2 separate regions of the Anas platyrhynchos genome follow, and region 2 is linked to region 1. Evidence: chromatin contacts called from public Hi-C data. All regions are on one chromosome and are shown on one strand. The core of a region is the stretch at or near the end of the contact, and the rest is flanking DNA. Distances in the headings are between cores, read along the strand shown. Region 1 overlaps MYOM1 (myomesin 1). Region 2 overlaps LPIN2 (lipin 2).

Region 1 (4,405 bases), core at 1,199-3,698:
TTGCCAGAAAAAAACAACTTTTTGTCTTAGGTTGGCTGGGCCTGATCTAACTTTCAGGGAAATAATTATGCCTTAGTTTGTTTCAATACACAAAAATGATTCTGCAAGTCACTGCTGAGCTCTCACTGATTCTTGTGAGGCTCAAAAGGCCTTGGGATTTTACAATGCTGGTACCTCACAGGGTCAGTTCCTTCAAGATCAGAGCTCTCCCTCCTGTTTCCAAATAGTTACCATGCTCCAGAAAGCAAAATATTATTCCAAAGGGAGTTGGATTTCTTCATGTGCTGTTGTTTTTCAAGCTCTCATGTTCACAAGCAAATTGCATTTATGTGTTTTTCAATTCAATGATATAAGAATTGGAAATAATTTCTAAAAATATGAAAACTGAATATGTCACACCGTGACAGGATTCCAGAAGCTTGGGATTTAAGAAATTCAGCCACTGTTTTGAGACTTACAATGAAATTTTCAGAGCTGGTAATATTTGTTTGAATTTCAGTAACAGAATACATCATTAGTGACATGGTGTTCCTGTTCAATTCAAAGCCATGTTACTGTTCTCCAGCACATCACCATAAATCAACTGCAGTGCTTTGGTATAAACTGCCCAGCAGCAAATGCCAATTTTCTATCATGTGAATACATGGATATAGCATGGCCTGTGGTGCATATTCCCCCAAGTGGCCAAGTTTACTTTCCACCTTGCAATGTTGCCTTGTCATGCCCTTCAGCCCCACAGACACAGCAGCATGTCCTTTTGTGGGCCCTGTGGGGCAAGGCAGTCTCTTTATTTCTGCAATACCAAACACAGCTTCCTTTGGGTTGTTTGAGCAGCAGCACACACCCAGGTCCACCTAACGAAATCGGTATCTTTCTAGCATAGGATTCTAGAAGATGTGGTCAGATACTAAGCTCAGGGCTGTTAGAAATGTTCCCTGCTGCCCTTTGGCAAATTGCAAATTCTGCCTGTGGATCAGTTACTGAGAAAACAGTGTTGAAAGCACTCAGCTTCCTCACAGAGCCTTGCAGAGGAGAAATCCATTAAAGAGCATACATTTGCTTGTCTTTGGTAGTGTTTGATTTCAGGGTAGGTATTTAGACACCCAGATATTCAGCCAGGCTAGCCCTTGCAGCATGAGCAAGCCACCTAAAGCAGCAGGAACAGTCTGTGCTAAAGCTAAAACTAGGGCATCCTTCACGCTGAGCAGAAACCTGGACCACGAAACCACCCTGAGTAAGACCGTAACACTTGCCAGAAAACAGAAGTTTGCATGTACTGAGAAATCTAGGCTTCCCCCTAACATTTACTTCAGCAGGTATCAATAAAAAATCAGCAGCAATAAAATGCATCTCCTGAGCTGCTGGTTCCTTTTCCTGCTGCCCTTGTGGCTGGATGCTGGGAAGCCACCTACAAGGGCTCCTGGAGTGATGGCTCCTGCTGGATCCTTGAGCAGGAATCGTTACACTCCCTGCTGCTGGTTCTCTTCTTTCTGCCAAAAAAAACTGCGTCTCACCAGGGTGTGAGGCTTAGCAGTGGAATGAGCACCACATTGCTGGGTCTTAAGATTACAACATTTGCAACCACAGCACCATCTGAAGTAGGGCTTCAAATTCTTCAACTTTGAAGCTGGGTTTCTGACTTCAGTCATATTCACAGCTCTCTGTGTTCTGGGTTGGTCACAGATGAAATCTGAACAGAGGCTTCCACGCACCATGAAGTCTGCTATTTCTCTGGCTGTACAGTAGGGCACCGTGCATGCAGGATGAGCTCTGCTCCTGGCAACTGCCAAGGATACACGTATTTCATGTCCCTTCAAGTATGCTGAAGCTGACACTCCCCAAGCCTCCCAGAGCATTCTTTGAAGGGTTGAACAGTGGAGTGAGTTCTGTCTGTGTCCCCTCCCCAGTTCGGGAAAGACGGAGCACAGCTGCAGGGGATTCAGTGCATAGGCAGGTGGCACTTCGACCCTGACCCCTTCTGCAGCTGCTTTGGTGTCACCAGCAGACACCAGTGCTGGGGAAGCTGGCTTGCCTCAGGCAATGAATGTGAACGGATGGTGAAACTAAAGGTCTGGGTGCCTGGAGTCTGTGTTTTCCCCTTCCCAGCTCTACTCCTTCCTGCTGTTTGTATGTTTCAGGTGTGAGGTTGGCACCACCCACTGGACCCAGTGCAATGAGACTCCCGTGAAGTTTGCCCGTTTTCCTGTCACTGGTCTGATTGAGGGCCGCTCCTACATCTTCCGAGTCCGAGCGGTGAACAAAGCTGGCATTAGCCTACCGTCACGGGTGTCTGAGCCTGTGGCTGCCCTGGATCCTGCTGACAGAGCCAGGCTTAGAAGTAAGACATGTTTTTTGTAGCTTGCCTGAAAGGCTTAAGAAGCTGTATGAAAAATAAATAAATAAAAAGTCTGACTATTTACTCTTAAGCCTTCAAAATCCCACTAGAGGGAGCAATGCAAAAACAAAATATTCTTTGGAGACAACGTTTGCCAAGAAGGATTCATCTCAGTGCTCTTTGCACAAAGCGCTCCAACAGCTTGAATGGCTTTGCTGGCTACAGTGCTGCACTCTGGACTTGCAGAAAGCAGGGAAAAGGCACAGGAGAGTAAACTGCCTGAAGAGACTTGCTTTTGTTCCACCAGCAAAATAGCTGAGTGGATCCTGTGAATAGTCACCCTCTGTGCTGCAGGCAAGGGTGGCTGATTCTGCACTCATGTGATGACCAAAGTCTTTCAATAACATCAGCAAAATATCAGGGCAGCCCAACAGATTATTGATCCCAAGCCCTCTGCTTAACTGTTAACTTTTTACAAGTCGAGCATATTTCTCCTGTAGCCTGGAGACGTCCTAGACACAAAGGCCTTGGTGATGAGTTTATCTAAAAGTTTGCTTCAAATTCCCCTTCTCCACCCACATCCCAAAATCACATGCCTGAAATCCAGGTATTTCTACTCATCACTGAAGTTTTACTATTTAAAATGGCCAGGTATGACACTACTAGGAAATACTGTGGTCACACGTGAAACCTGAAATCTGGGAGGGCTTTTGCTTTTCACTGGGAAGTGTGGAAGCTGTCTCAGGAGAGGGAGTCTGATTTTGGTGACCTGTTGCATCTCCTTTTCTCCCTCATGATCCACTTTTCTTCCCATCTGCTCCATCTCTACTCTAATTTCCAAAACAAATCAGCCAATGTAAGGTGAAGCACACGGAGGTGGAGAACAGCAGTTGCAAAAATTATCTCTGAAAATGCATTGACCTGGCTGACAGCATTGAGCTACATAGCTGTGATAATATGATAATGCAAAGGCACTGAGAGAGCCACCCAAAGCATATCAAGTTGGTGTGTTGAGTCAGGCTGAGTAATTTCTGTCTGTGACTATGACCCTTGTTCTGAAAGCTGGAAATGTGAGGGAAAGTGGGTTAAAAAGAGACGAAGAGCAGCCTTGCCTCTTCCTTTAATGAGTGAGCTTATAAACCAAATGAACAGAGTATGGAAAATGAAGTTAATTCTCTAAAAACAAGTGAGCTTAATACCTCTGAGTGAGCTAAATACCTCTGCTTGTCACTTAAGTGACTTCAGAGAAATTTCAGCAAGGAATATGTGCCTCTGTTGATTAATTTTTTCTTGATGTATTGATTACAGAACTGCTTTAAACTAGGTTTGAGTATCCTTACATGAGTAACAGTCACAGCAGTCACCAAGAACTGAGCTCATGTGAATCCTGCAAATGTTAGTTTTGAACCACAAAGGACTCAGTTTGCTCAATATTTCAAAAGTTCATGAAAGTTCTCATTTCCATCCTCTCTATGACATCTGTTTCAGGTCACCCTTCCGCTCCCTGGACAGGACAGATTATTGTCACTGAGGAAGAACCTGCAGGTAAACACAGCCCTTTTGCCTACAAAAGTCTGGCTGAGTAACTAGGAAAACTTCCATCGAGTTCAATGGACTTTGGCACACACCCAAAGTTCGTTGTTCTGAAGAGTCACTCAACCTTGAACAGCTCCGGCTTTAGGTTTCGTTATTCAGGACTTAATAAATAAACATGTTTAACATTAAAACAATGACATTTAAAACCAGTACATAGATTGCTTTAAATACTATGTTTTCTAAAAATATCAGGTGCCAAGATATGTTAATACCTGTCCTATACTTTAATCACAGCACTGATTCTGATACAAATATGAAGGAATTCATACTCATTTCCATTTCCTACTCTTCTCCCCTGTAATTCAGAGGGTGTTGTTCCTGGTCCACCTACAGACCTCCAAGTTATTGAAGCCACAAAGAACTATGTTGTGCTTAGCTGGAAACCTCCTGGACAGCGGGGCCATGAGGGTATCATGTACTTTGTGGAAAAGGTAAAACCGGAGAAAATCAGAATCATGTTGTGGCAATCTTTTT
Region 2 (4,405 bases), core at 747-3,246, 75 kb after region 1:
TATTCACTTAGAGTTTTGTGTTTTGTTTTGTTTTTTTTTGGTGCTTCATGTAAACTCATTTGGTGGCCAACTCCTAGTGAACAAAATCTGTTCAGTACCACCTACTTGTCATCTTGCCCACCCTCTGAAGTCAAAATATTGAGGACCCCTCTGTAATAGTTTTCTAGTGTGCTTTTGTTAATCTTTTGATAACATCTTTTGCCTGTTTTTTAGATACTTAGCACTGAATAAAATAGTATGAAACTTTTCTATTATAGCTTGGTTTATGAGTGCAAAGGTGTGTACAAAAGTCTTTGCAGCTATAACATCAAGCCAAGCTTTCATCATCAGGGCTCTCATTTCATAAGAATAATAATACCTAGTATTAAGATACATTTATGAGTTCAGTATTTAACAGAGTCTAGACTCTTCCAAATGAAAGACGTGCTCAAATGAGAGATCACTGTAACTGCTTACAGCCTAAGTAAGCTGCAGTATTAAGTAAGTGTGTAAAATCTAAGTATTTATGTATTTTAATATATAATGATAATTTTTTTCTATGTCCATAAGATAAATTAGCATTAGCATTCCAAAAGAGGTTCAGTACAAGCATGCTGCTAATGGAGGAAATATTTCTTCTTTCTTTCATAGTAATGTCTTAAAATAACTTTTTGCATTTTACACTGAAGTTACAGGCTCATCTTTCTTGTATTATTTGCACTGTGTAGCCATGATGCAAACTTACAGATGAATTGTGTGGCCAGCAGCAAGTCTAAGTGAGGGTTTTGGTAGTATTAGCTGGCTGTAGAGAGTGGTATCACTTAAGTTATCATGAATTCCTAGTTCAGTATTAACTTACATGGTATCAGAGACCTTCTAAACTTGCAATATTTAAAAACATTTGATTCTGTAATAATTAACTTGTTTACAGGTGTGCTGCAAACAATTAATTCTTTAAGCTCTACACTTCTTCCTTTAGATCTTGGATTTTTAATAGCACGTAAAGTCACTTTTCTAACTGAATTAGTAATGCAGATTTCTTACAGTTGACTTATTAAATGTCTCATGTTATTTCTACAGAGGATCCTCAAATTCATCACCAAAAGGCGAAGAACAAAAAGAATCCTTGATTTATCACTCAACGGATCATTACCCCTTATCTGATGGAGACTGGTCTCCTCTGGATAAGTAAGTCACTTTGTAATGTCATTGTGCATATAAAGATGAATGATTATAATAAATGTGCCTTTTTATTATTATTTTTTAATTCTTGATCTGTAATACTATCCAACTCGTCTAAGTTCTGTGATACCCAATGTGGCGTAAGCTGCTTATTTGGAACTTTGGGGAATTTTCCACTCTATGTATTAAACCAAATTTTCATCTTTTTCCTCACATGAACAAAATATTCTTGCTCAAATTCACTATCAAAGAAAGAAAATACCTTTCTCAACAAAATCTTATTAATTGTACGAAAAGTTCCTGTGTTCCCATGACTCACACTAGCATAAGTAACATTTGATATGCCATAAGGCAGAAGCACTGGGTATGTAAGTTCGAACTTGTCAGGTGCAAATTACTTGAGGTAAAGCGAGGTCCTGAGTTCGGATCATTGCAGCACAGAACAGAGGATTTACTAGGTACCGGAACACTAACCCAGAGATACCAGAAGCACCATCTGTTGATTGTGGATTCTTACAGATGGCATGATAAGGCTCACCAGTCAATTTTCAGTTAGTGACTGGGGCATTTATGAGCTTTTTCAAGACTCATTCTTCAGAAGTTTGGCTTTACCACTCTAACACTACTCTCTATTAGTGTAAGTAGATGCAAACCTTGAGGTGAATTTTACCTGAACACTGAGCATAGGGAAGGGCGTGTATGTAGCAGCAGATGCTGATCAGCATGCTATGATTCATGTCAACTCTGGTGAGTGTCTAGTTTTACTGCTTTTCAGTTTGAGGAGTCTACCTCACAGCAGATACTTTCATGGTGTCATTCGTGGTGACCATTACTGGTCAGCCCTGTGTGGTGGCCATTGTTGCATTTTTAGCTGCTCAGTGTACCAGGTGCCTATGTTTCTTTACTCATACAGCAGAATAGATTAAGCTTCAGAAAATACTTAAAAATAATCTCCCTGCTTTGGGTGTTTTCCAGGGCCATGGCCTCAGTAAGTCTGAATGCACCACACCATGCTTGGTGCCTGCTAATTCCCCAATTCCCCCAGTCATAGCTTGTTAATGAACAGAAGCCTCTCAGAAGCAGTTGGACAGGAAATCCCATTATTGTTCCTTTTTATGTTTTGGGCTGACATCCACATCCTCAATTGTGCTTAATAAGTGTAGTGTTCAAATGTTCCCTAAAGGTTTGTGGTTGAAAAGCATCCACAGTGCTTGACCCTGAATGATACAGTGCCACATGGATTATATCATCTAGTTAATTGTAACATCAAGTCCTTCATCAAGACAGGCTGGTACTTCTTTTCAGTTTATCGAACTCTAGCTAACATAGGCTAGCAGATTATATCTAGGAGACAAGATCCTTTCAGTGCTAATCTCCTTTCTTCTTTACATGTTTATTGAGATAGTCTTCTATAGCAATTTGTCTGTGAATCTTGTGAGACGTCTGGACTGTCTGTTTTTTGATTTCTTTTTTTTTTTTTTAGCAAGAAGCTTTCCAGTAATAAAGAAATCAACAATTTTTATTTCCCTTTTTTTTTTGGGGGGGGGGGGGAAATCTATCTGGGAAAAGGGAAGTTTTACATTGAATTATTTCTCCTGAGCCACCAAAGAAAGATTCTTTAATGCATATATCATACAGTGAAAGAAATTAGAGGTTATAATAACCGTTTGTTTTTTTTTGGGGGGGGGGGGGGGGAGATCTGGAACAGCTAATAGTCTTTTTTTTTTTTTAAATTAATATGGTAACTTCAGCTGTTACCATATCTCAAAAAGAGGATTACTTCAGAAGTTAATCTTTGAGATGTTTTCATATGAAAGTTTTACAGGGCATAGATATGTTTGATTGTGAATATAGTGTTTGTGATTTCTGGTCTTGTCTTTTAATTAATGCAGCCTTGAAAATTTTTACTGCAGGTACTGCCTATCACAATAAATCATCTCCAGTGGTATCTGGGTGACTGGTTGGTAAATTGCCACGTAAGGGAGTAGGTTCTCCGTTTCTTGGTTAGCCTGTGTCAGTTTTCCCACAGCATTCTCCTCAAGAAACTGGCTGCTCTTGGCTTGGACTGGCGCACGCTTCGTTGGGTTAGAAACTGGCTGGATAGCCGGGCCCAAAGAGTTGTGGTGTATGGAGCCAAGTCCAGTTGGAGGCCAGTCACTAGTGGCGTCCCCCAGGGCTCGGTGCTGGGGCCGGTCCTCTTTAACATCTTCATCAATGATCTGGATGACGGCATTGAGTGCACCCTCAGTAAGTTCGCAGATGACACCAAGCTAGGTGCGTGTGTCGATCTGCTCGAGGGTAGGAAGGCTCTGCAGGAGGATCTGGATAGGCTGCACCGATGGGCTGAGGTCAACTGTATGAAGTTCAACAAGGCCAAGTGCCGGGTCCTGCACCTGGGGCGCAATAACCCCAAGCAGAACTACAGGCTGGGAGAGGAATGGTTGGAGAGCTGCCAGGCAGAGAAGGACCTGGGAGTGATGGTGGACAGTCGGCTGAATATGAGCCAGCAGTGTGCTCAGGTGGCCAAGAAGGCCAACGGCATCCTGGCTTGTATCAGAAACACTGTGACCAGCAGGGCTAGGGAGGTGATCGTCCCCCTGTACTCGGCTCTGGTGAGGCCGCACCTCGAGTACTGTGTTCAGTTTTGGGCCCCTCGCTACAAGAAGGACATCGAGGTGCTTGAGCGGGTCCAAAGAAGGGCGACGAAGCTGGTGAGGGGCCTGGAGAGCAAGTCCTATGAGGAGCGGCTGAAGGAGCTGGGCTTGTTCAGCCTAGAGAAGAGGAGGCTCAGGGGTGACCTTATTGCTCTGTATAAGTACATTAAAGGAGGCTGTAGAGAGGTGGGGGTTGGCCTGTTCTCCCATGTGCCTGGTGACAGGACGAGGGTGAATGGGCTAAAGTTATGCCAGGGGAGTTTTAGGTTAGATGTTAGGAAGAATTTCTTTACTGAAAGGGTTGTGAGGCACTGGAACGGGCTGCCCAGGGAGGTGGTGGAGTCACCATCCCTGGAAGTCTTCAAAAGACATTTAGATGTAGAGCTTAGGGATATGGTTTAGTGGGGACTGTTAGTGTTAGGTTAGAGGTTGGACTCGATGATCTTGAGGTCTCTTCCAACCTAGAAATTCTGTGATTCTGTGAGTTTGGATGTCAGTGTTCTTCCTATCCTAGTGCACAGCATTAACTGAAGTGACTCAAATCTGGCAGCTAGATACATCTCTCACTTCTGCAGTTGTATATAAGTGCT

What was found. Hi-C and Micro-C count contacts between places; a contact is called where the count stands out from the background.
Region 2: a Hi-C map of F1 follicle shows a contact between it and region 1, with 2.2 times the contacts expected there. The contact joins two enhancer-like sites. A contact is called at or near these places in 4 of 8 Hi-C or Micro-C datasets (F1 follicle, liver, skeletal muscle and 1 more).

The regions. Positions count from the first base shown.
Region 1 is chr2:52,868,498-52,872,902 of IASCAAS_PekinDuck_T2T, forward strand. It overlaps MYOM1 (myomesin 1), which reads left to right. Exons shown (of 40, transcript XM_038174639.2): 12 at 2,139-2,338; 13 at 3,824-3,880; 14 at 4,238-4,362. Among named protein-coding and RNA genes, the nearest start is that of MYOM1, 33 kb to the left of the region's middle. Within about 2 kb of position 2,449, at least 2 of the 8 cell types and tissues checked have an H3K27ac peak or open chromatin away from gene starts, as enhancers often do.
Region 2 is chr2:52,943,510-52,947,914 of IASCAAS_PekinDuck_T2T, forward strand. It overlaps LPIN2 (lipin 2), which reads left to right. Exons shown (of 20, transcript XM_027451995.3): 5 at 1,060-1,167. Among named protein-coding and RNA genes, the nearest start is that of LPIN2, 26 kb to the left of the region's middle. Within about 2 kb of position 1,997, at least 1 of the 8 cell types and tissues checked has an H3K27ac peak or open chromatin away from gene starts, as enhancers often do.